Regions from separate parts of the Sus scrofa genome. Here region 2 is linked to region 1. The links are chromatin contacts, called in public Hi-C maps. All regions are on one chromosome and are shown on one strand. Each heading gives the region's core, a stretch centred on a gene start, on an enhancer-like site or on the middle of the called end of the contact. The rest is flanking DNA. Distances are from core to core; before and after follow the strand shown.

Region 1 (4,144 bases), core at 533-3,032:
ATCGTGGCCTTAGAAATTCTGTAAATGTCTATTGGGAGAAGGCGACAACGGGTAGGAGATCGGAGGGGGAGATCTTTTCAGAGTCTACCAATGGAATGCGTTGCAAAACTACTTCACTATGAAGGAAAAAAAAAATCTTTTAAAAAATTAAATGAAAGAAAGTAGGTGCCAGAAGCGCATCCAAAAGAGGCATCGAGGGTCTTTAAAGCAACTCTCAAAGTTCAAGGGCTAGAAAAATTTTGTTCAAAGTATAAATTAAAAAAAAAAAAAAGCCTGAAGGGAAGGCTCGAATTCATCCAGGAGTATAAACCACTTCCTTTGTGCTCCCCCCCCCCCCCACACACACACCACGCCTGGTGCCCCCAGGAAAAACTTTAACACAACGCAGCGGTCCGATCGAGGCCCCTCCCCCGCGGCGCGCAGCGGGCCCGGTTTTATGAATGGGAGAGCGAGCCGCAGCCGCCACATCAGGTAAAGGCTGTAACTGGATCCCTAGCACTGGGCCCCATTCACAAAACAAGACACACTTCCACCCAATTCCCAGCCTTCTCCATTCATGAAAACTCCTTTGGATGCGCCCCCGCCCCCACTCCCAACGCACGCCCTGCCTCCGACGCAGGCCCCTCACCCCAGCGTTTTAGGAGGAAAGCTCAATGCTTCATTCACAAAAAAGCAAAGAAAAAAAGCCGCAGGGAGCTGCGAGCCAACGAAAGAAACCCGCTTCATTCATAAAGTCACCCACATTCATAAAAACGAGCTGCGGCGCCGGGCGCTACCAACAGCCTCCAATCCCCCCCTCCCCACCCCCGCTAGAAAAACCTTCCAAACATCTCTCTTTGGTACCCCTTTTCAATTAAGAGTTCAGTTTCCCCCAGAGGTCTCCTCCCCTCTGAAAATGCGGTCAGATCCCTAATCCAGCGCGAGGAGGCTCCGGCATCTCTCCATCCCCCTCCGCATTTTTTTTTTTTTTCCTTCTTTTCCACCATCCCCAGGCCGCGGTTCTGATGCTCCCCGATTTCTCGAGAATCGCCGTGCAGCCTGACGCCCTTGGTCTGCTGGGGTGGGAGTGGGGGACTGGTGTCCACTTTCCACAACCTGAAACTTGCAAGGCCTGCCTAAGTTCCCGGCCGACCCCAAATCTCGCAGGCTGCACATGTCACTTAACCTCTCCTGGTACTGGGGTGGGGGTGCATCACCTCTCAAACATTCGCCCAAAGCTGCTTTAGGTCCCCTCCTCACTGCAAACCTCTGCCGAGTACCTCTTCTCCAGAGCCCCCAAGTCCTCTCCGGACTCTCAGATCTCCAGAGATGGTAAAGCCGGCAACTCGGCGCCCCTCCATCCCCACCCGGGAGCCCCCGCACCTCGCGCTCCCGCGCGCCTCCCCCGCGACGTGCGGAAACCCGCTCTCTGCGCGCTCCGGAACCGTTAGCCGCCTCCGCTCGACGCCTCTCAGGAACCGGACCGGACCGGGCCGCAAGAGGAGGGGGCGGTCAGCCCTGGAAGGGAGGGGGCTCAGCCACCACAGAAAGTGCACCCCGACTTTGAGGATTCTGAATTAGCCAGTGAACTCTCGCCCGCTGGGCCCTTCCAAGACACCCGCTCCAAAAACCCTCTGTCCCTCGACGCCCCCTCACCTGAGGCGGTGGCTCTCCTCCCCTTGCAGCGGCCCCGGGGCGCAGGCGCGCTCACGCACGCGCGCACCGGGCCTGGGTGCCTAGGCGAATGGCTGGGCCGCACCGCTCCGGAGACGATAAACCGCTCCGCGCACCAGCGGCTGGACTCTGCGCTGCAGCTGCCAACCAGGCTGGAGCGCTGGCCCGGCCCCCAGCGGCCCGCCGCTCTGCCCACCGCCATTGGCCCGCGGCTGTAGCCCAGCCGTTTTCCCATTGGCCCGAGGCCGCTCCAGCGGCTGCCCATCACCTCTTGTTTACCCTGTCTGCGGGCAAATCCAGCCAAGCCGCCCCATCAACTCTGGTCCTCATTGGTCAACAGCACGTCCCTCCCCACCCCCTCAGGGGTCTGTTTTACATAATTTATGCATCTGGGGCCCATTGGCCAATCAGCACAGGCTTGTTTATATAATGAATGTAAGGACGTTTTTCATTCATAAAAAACGCGACCTGAGGGGGAAGCTTAGCTGAGTCAGTGAAGCACTTAAAGGGGCCGAGGGCCTCTAAGAGCCGCCTTTACTTCTCTCCTTGCAGCTCTCCCAACTTTTCACCGAAGCTTGGCTCTTTCCCCTTCCTCATTCACCCTTACTTCTTCCCCACCCCCACTCCCAGCCCTCCCAGCAACACCACTGCCGGGATTGGGCCGCTGAGCCCCGGTCGTTCGCAGCTGCAGCACCAAGAGAAGTTATCATTTTAGAATTCAGGCGAGAGGAATCTGTCATTCCACCCGGAGAGAAACTCGCTGACCGACCTGGGCGTTCGGCCCATAGAAACACAGAAAACGGAAACCGAGCCCTCTAATCTTAGTTACCTTTAAGAGAGGCCTTAATTTCCTTTAACTAGGTTTCCAGTGGGGGAAGAAAAAGCAGTATCTCCCTTTAAAATCTGAGCTCTCAAACAGCTTTTAGGTACTATTTTATACTGGCAGGCCCAAGGCCCAACCAAATCCTGTTTTCTCCCCATGCTTAATTGCAGTTTATAACCGCCAGAGTGGGTTTTGGATCCGGGATGTGAGAGGGTCGGCACTCAAAGAAATCCTCTCTGGGGAGGACACCAACCGGTCCGCCGACCTAGAAACATAAATCCCTCCGAAGCGGGCTTGCAGAGTTAGATCGCCTGCTTGTTTTCCATTTAAGTGTTGAATGCAAGATGGTGCATTTGCGAATTAGATCCCGTGCAGCTGGGAACGAGGAGAAGCTACTCTTCTTGCCAAACGACCGGGCACTAACTGCAATTGCTCAGATTCTTAACAGGGTGTTCCAGGAAACAAGCAATCCTCTCCCCTCTCCGCCCCCTCTGCCCCCTTCTGCGAAGGCCGTGGGATGACTCTCTGCTCTCCCCCAGGATATTGGGACTTGCGAAGGAGCTCTTCTGTTCTCATTCTGCTGGTGTGCCCTGCCATTCACCTCGTGCGCCAGCGGTGGGGGGAGGAGAGAGCCCCTAGTAAAGACTGGCCCTGCCGACACTGGGGCTGCCTCCTACCACCACCGTGGGGAATGCAGTGTGGATTTTTTAAAGAAAAAAAAAATTTAGGTCAAAATTTGCCCACCTTTTTCTGCTTCCACTTATGGGCTCTCAGTCATTTATAGCCCAAGAAATTTTGGACTTCATGGAAGGAAACCTGGAGTTCCTAGATGCAGCACTGACCAGGCATGAACAATAGAGTGGGTGGGTGGGAAAGTGCTCTGAACCTTTAGCAAGCAGTTCCACGTTATGGAATTTCCTAGGAGAGCATTTTGCTACCCACACCAGCTCCAGTGGAGTTTTCCGTTAGTGCCTCTCTCCTTTCCCCAGGCAGCACCATTTCTCTTTGGTGGCTGGAGCACAGTCCTTAGACGAGTGCTCCCAGTGTGTTGCTGACATCCCTGAGGGGCTGTCTCTCTTGCTGGACTCAGGGCCCAGGTTGGGTCCCCAATTCTCCTCCGTGGTTGACTGCCCCAACTCATCCCGTCTCATCCTGCTCTCATATCTAGTTTCTCCAGAAGAGCTTTTGGATTCCACTTAAATCTGCCCTCAGGCCCTGGTGGCGGGAAGACCTGCAGCCCATGGGGCCACATGTCCTTCACCGTATGAACCATAGCCCATCAGTCACACTGGCTACAGGGAAACAGTGCAGGACACTTCGCAGTGACTTCTTCCACAGGGTTGGCTTTGAGGCCTCTCATGTGATTGTCTGATCTTTGCCTCAAACCAAGGCTCTCCATCCCACCTTGGGAAGAGCAGTGGGGTATTTCTGGATTAAGCTGTGATAAATGGCGGCCAAGTTAGGAGCAGGGGAGGAATCGGGGGATGGGTTTTTATAGGAAGATTGTCACACACACGAGATCATGGAGGAATTTACACCAGAGTAGAGCTTTTACCAATTATTTAGTCATTCAGTAAACATTTATTTTGTACCCAATACTCAGCCAAACCCTGTGCTCAGCAAAAAGGTTAGAGATGAATGAGATTCAGCCTTTGTCTTGAAGGAGCC
Region 2 (4,144 bases), core at 1,156-3,655, 96 kb after region 1:
GATTTCTCCAAGCTCCCTGAACAAGTAGAGACCACGAGATGATACAGGACAGGGTGGGAGGGCGCATGTGCTCACTATCGCCACCTTGTGGTGGTGTGAGCCCAAGTATTGCTGGAGCTGCCATTTTTTTCACAAAGGTGCCAGAAATAAGGGTTTTATGAAAAACCTCCTGATGATTAAAGTTGGCAACTAATTCAACTCTTTGAAAGAATACCATATAGGTCCCAAACGACATATCCAGGGAAAACTATACCTAGCCCTCAGGGTACGGCAATGATACATTTTCATAAAGTTCATATCAATTAAAAAACAAAAGCAAACGATCTCACTTAATATTATGGGCTTGCTGGGTTATTGGTGGTGTTCTTGCTATGACAACTGAAGAGAGTGGACTAGTGTTAGGTTATCAAGGAAAGTAGTAATTAGCATAATCAAACAGATGTGAGAGCAACACAGGAAGGGCAAAGCTGAATGATGGCTGTTAGTCACAGTATTGAGAATTACTTTATCTCTTCACATTTTACATTATTTGAATCCCAAGTGCTTCTGGACACTTAGTAATTGGGTTAACCGAAGTTTAGATCAAAGGTTTAAAAAAGAAAACTAAAAGCCCAGGTAGGTAGACTTAGTTCTAAGGCCAGGATGTCAAGTCCTGGAAGGGGCCCATGACTATCACCTCACAGGTGCTGCAGAGGCCATCTGTGTCACCCATACACCAGCTGCCCTGGCCCATCAGAGAGCTTGTCAGCACATCTAATCCACCCTGCATGCAATCCCCTGCTCTCACTGCTCATTGGAAAGGCACTCTGAGCACAGAGCTGTGGATGGAAGGATCTTTTCCAAGAGGAGGCAGTGGCCCCTTTGGTACAAGGGAAAGTGAGCCCCCAGTAATCAGGAAGCAGGCTTTATAAATAGCTGTTTTTGTTCTCTGAGTGTGACTCTTGTGCCCGCTGTTCCTGCCAACAGATTTGTCTTGGCTCAGCTCAAGGGGCAAGGTATTCCCTGGCTTTTTTCCACACGGGGGACAAGACTGGAGTTCATGGCACTCAGAAAAATCTAGGGTGGTGCATAGACAGGAGGACTGGAGACTAGAGACCAGGAGGGGGTGGGCAGAAATGTGGGGAACGAGAGAGTGCAAGAAGGACTAGAGAAAACAAAAAGGCCAAAAGAGGAGGGAGAAACCTGCCTAACATGTATTTTATAGTATTAATAGGGAACCCTCCTAATGACCTCTGAAGATACTTCTTAAGTCATTTCCATGTGTGAAAAATTACCTACAGAATCACAGATGACAGATCATTTGCACTTAAAGGAAATTTGAAGTCCAGGGATTCCCAGCCAACAGGAGATCACAAGTTCCAAGGAATATTCCAAAGTATGGAAGGAGTCCATGACAACGGTCACTGTCGACATTTCTTAATGTGTAATAGGATTTGTGCATTTACTCAGCGCAAACATGGCACAGGCTAACCAGTGGGTTAAAGGCTTTTTTTTTTTTTTTTTTTTTTTTTTTTTTTTTTTTGGTATGAAGTAGAATAAAAGAATTACACAGGTTACTGGTTATTCTTGGCAACCAGAGGAACTGATTGGTGAATGGATGCTGCTGGATCAAAGATGGAAAATGAACGATTACTTAGAAGAGCATTATGGCTGACAGAAATCTTATTCAGTATGGCACCCATGGTGGGAGGTGGCGAGGGCTAAATAAAAATAGTGCACTACTTGATAGTATGCAGAACTACCACCCCAAACCAGCTCTGGATGGTGGTTCTCTTCTTAGCCATAGCAGCCTTCTCATGGCACAGATCAGGAAACTGAGATCAGTCCTTGAGGATGAACTGGCTGGAATTCAAACCCCAGCTCTCAACTTCCCGTCCTTATCTCTTACCTTCCCCCCACCCCCCACCTCCTGTGGCTCTGCCCCAGAGGCATCAGAGGCGTAGAAAGATCAGCCAAAGCCACAGAGCTGGTGACCATTCTCATTCACGCTTGTGGGCTGGTTTGATCACATCTACTGCTCAGGCTGTGGTAAGACTATGAGCTCTAGCTCGAGGCTGGCCGGCTTGGGCTGCTCAGGACCCCACGGTACTCTTTCCCCCAAAAGTCTGAGGTCTGCATCTCCCTATGGGTCTCTGGCCTCCACTCTTGCCCCAAAGTAACAAAGGACCACGTCTACCGGCCTCGTGTCCAGAGAAGGGTCTCACCCCTTCAAAGGTAATTTCGAGCTCTAGAGGATCTGATTCCTCTGAGCAGTGACCCTTCTCTTACTCACAAGACACTTTGTTTCCCTGGACGAGGGACAGAGCTCCTGAATTCTGTCTCACACCTGACAGTATCTCCTCCTAAGGGCAGGACTCCAGCACGAAGCCTGCCAAAGTCTGAAATCAGATCCTCCCCCAGTGTGCACAGGCACACACCCGAGCCAAAACAGGGAGGTGTCTCTCATACTCTCCATCCCCGGGTACCAAGCACGCTCCCAGACTGCTGCTATGAAGCCCTGAGGTCTCTCCGAAGCCCCACAGCCCAACTTGGGAACCACCACAGTGATGGGAATGCCACAGCATGGTCCTGCCACTTTGGGGGTGACCCACAAGAGAGACAGCTGGTGAGGCAGCGAGGGCCTGAGTCTCTAGAGTGTTTCTCCAGTCTTGTGTCTGCCCTTGCCAAGATAAAATAGCTCCCTCCCCCCCATCCAAAAAAAAAAAAAAAAAAAAACGTAAAATAAAAATCTCACTGAGTTTGGCTGCTTTTAGCAATCCTTTTTCCCTTTGAAGATTTATTTGTGGAACGAAAATCCCCTTCAGGCCGATTTGGCTGAGGCTAGAGGGCTCTGAATAAGCTCCATCTCACAGTTCTCAGATGGTAAAGTCAGGACAAAAAGCAACCGTGCTCTGGGAGGGAAAGCGGCAAAGGCAGATGGGAGTGTGGGTCTCTGGGGTTCTGTGATGATTGTCTGGCTGTTGTGCAGCTTTTGGACTCCGAGCTATGCTTTACCAGCATTCACACACCCATCAGCCCAGGAAGCTGGAATTTGAAGGCAGGTGGAGACAGTTAAGGCCCCAGGGGTTGGGGGGGGGGAGGATGGCCGAGTAGAACATAGCCCTGAACACCTGCAGAAGGTAGGCTGTGGATGCTCTCAGAAGCTCTGGCGGAGGAAGGCTACTTCCTAGGTCCTGAGCAACCAAGGCTAGAAACTAGGAACTATTTGGGGAGCAGGAGACCAGCCCCCAAAGCAGGTCCACACTCTCGTCCTACCGTAATTCCCCCTATCGCAATTCCTAGGGAGGCCCCAAGAGAGACAGCAGACCATTCCCTTCTTCTCCACTCCAGCTCACCCCTAGCTGCTGCGAATCCTCTCAGTCTCCCTTATCCAGTGTCTATTGTGTGCCGGAACTCCCTGAGCTGCTTCAGGAACTAAAGGGTCCTCTCATGTGGTCCTCACATCTATCTTCTGGGGTGGGGGCTGTGTGGTTATTTTGTAGATGCGTTTGAGGCTGTTGTTTCTTGGCAAAGGCAAAGCTAGCCTGGAATGGTATCATGGTGTCTGAGGGGATGCTGGCTGAAGGAGCCTGCTCTCCTCTTTCCCTCCCACAACCAGCCTTTCGGAGCTTGAAGCGGTGCCCAATTTGTGATAGATCAGGTTACAAAAGTTCCTTGGTTAAGCCAGTTGTTTGTCACTCTGAGCACATTTCCCCATAGAAACAATGTTATGTTGAGATTGGGTTCTCAGAGTAACTACCAAAGCCAATTAGCCCATTAGGTATCCAATGTCTAGTTTTGGAGACAGCTTGGTAAAGCTGAAATGGCTCTGGTGAGAAGCCAGAGCAGCCTGGGTTCCAGCCACAGCCCAGTCACTTACTTGCTACGTGGCCTTGGGCAAGTCATTTGGTCTCTCTCCCTTGGTTTCTTTGTCTTTGCATTGGGATGGTATCAGCTACCTTGCCGGGGTTGTTGGGAACACTAGTTGGGAATACATACATGGGTCCTGTCATATAATGAAGACACAGAACCCCACTGCCACCACATAAAACTGGCTTTGTGGCCTCATGGGCTCTGAGGTCCAACTTGAAGTACAAGCGCATGTCTTTCCTGATGGATGTGGGTTGGAGAAACTTTGCTTTCTTCAACTTCCTGGGAAAGAAAC

What was found. Hi-C and Micro-C count contacts between places; a contact is called where the count stands out from the background.
Region 2: a Hi-C map of fetal skeletal muscle shows a contact between it and region 1, with 1.9 times the contacts expected there. The contact joins the enhancer-like site here to the promoter of ETV5 in region 1. A contact is called at or near these places in 1 of 5 promoter capture datasets (liver), 7 of 47 Hi-C or Micro-C datasets (alveolar macrophages, embryonic fibroblasts, fetal skeletal muscle and 3 more) and 1 of 2 datasets of contacts at active chromatin or transcription factors (skeletal muscle).

What each region holds. Positions count from the first base shown.
Region 1 is chr13:123,928,375-123,932,518 of Sscrofa11.1, forward strand. ETV5 (ets variant 5) reads right to left here and starts at 1,783. Exons shown (of 13, transcript NM_001243025.1): 1 at 1,636-1,783.
Region 2 is chr13:124,024,181-124,028,324 of Sscrofa11.1, forward strand. The region is part of intron 19 of DGKG (diacylglycerol kinase gamma); the gene reads right to left. Among named protein-coding and RNA genes, the nearest start is that of ETV5, 96 kb to the left of the region's middle. Within about 2 kb of position 2,406, at least 6 of the 83 cell types and tissues checked have an H3K27ac peak or open chromatin away from gene starts, as enhancers often do. A contact at or near this core is called in fetal skeletal muscle, where this site is marked.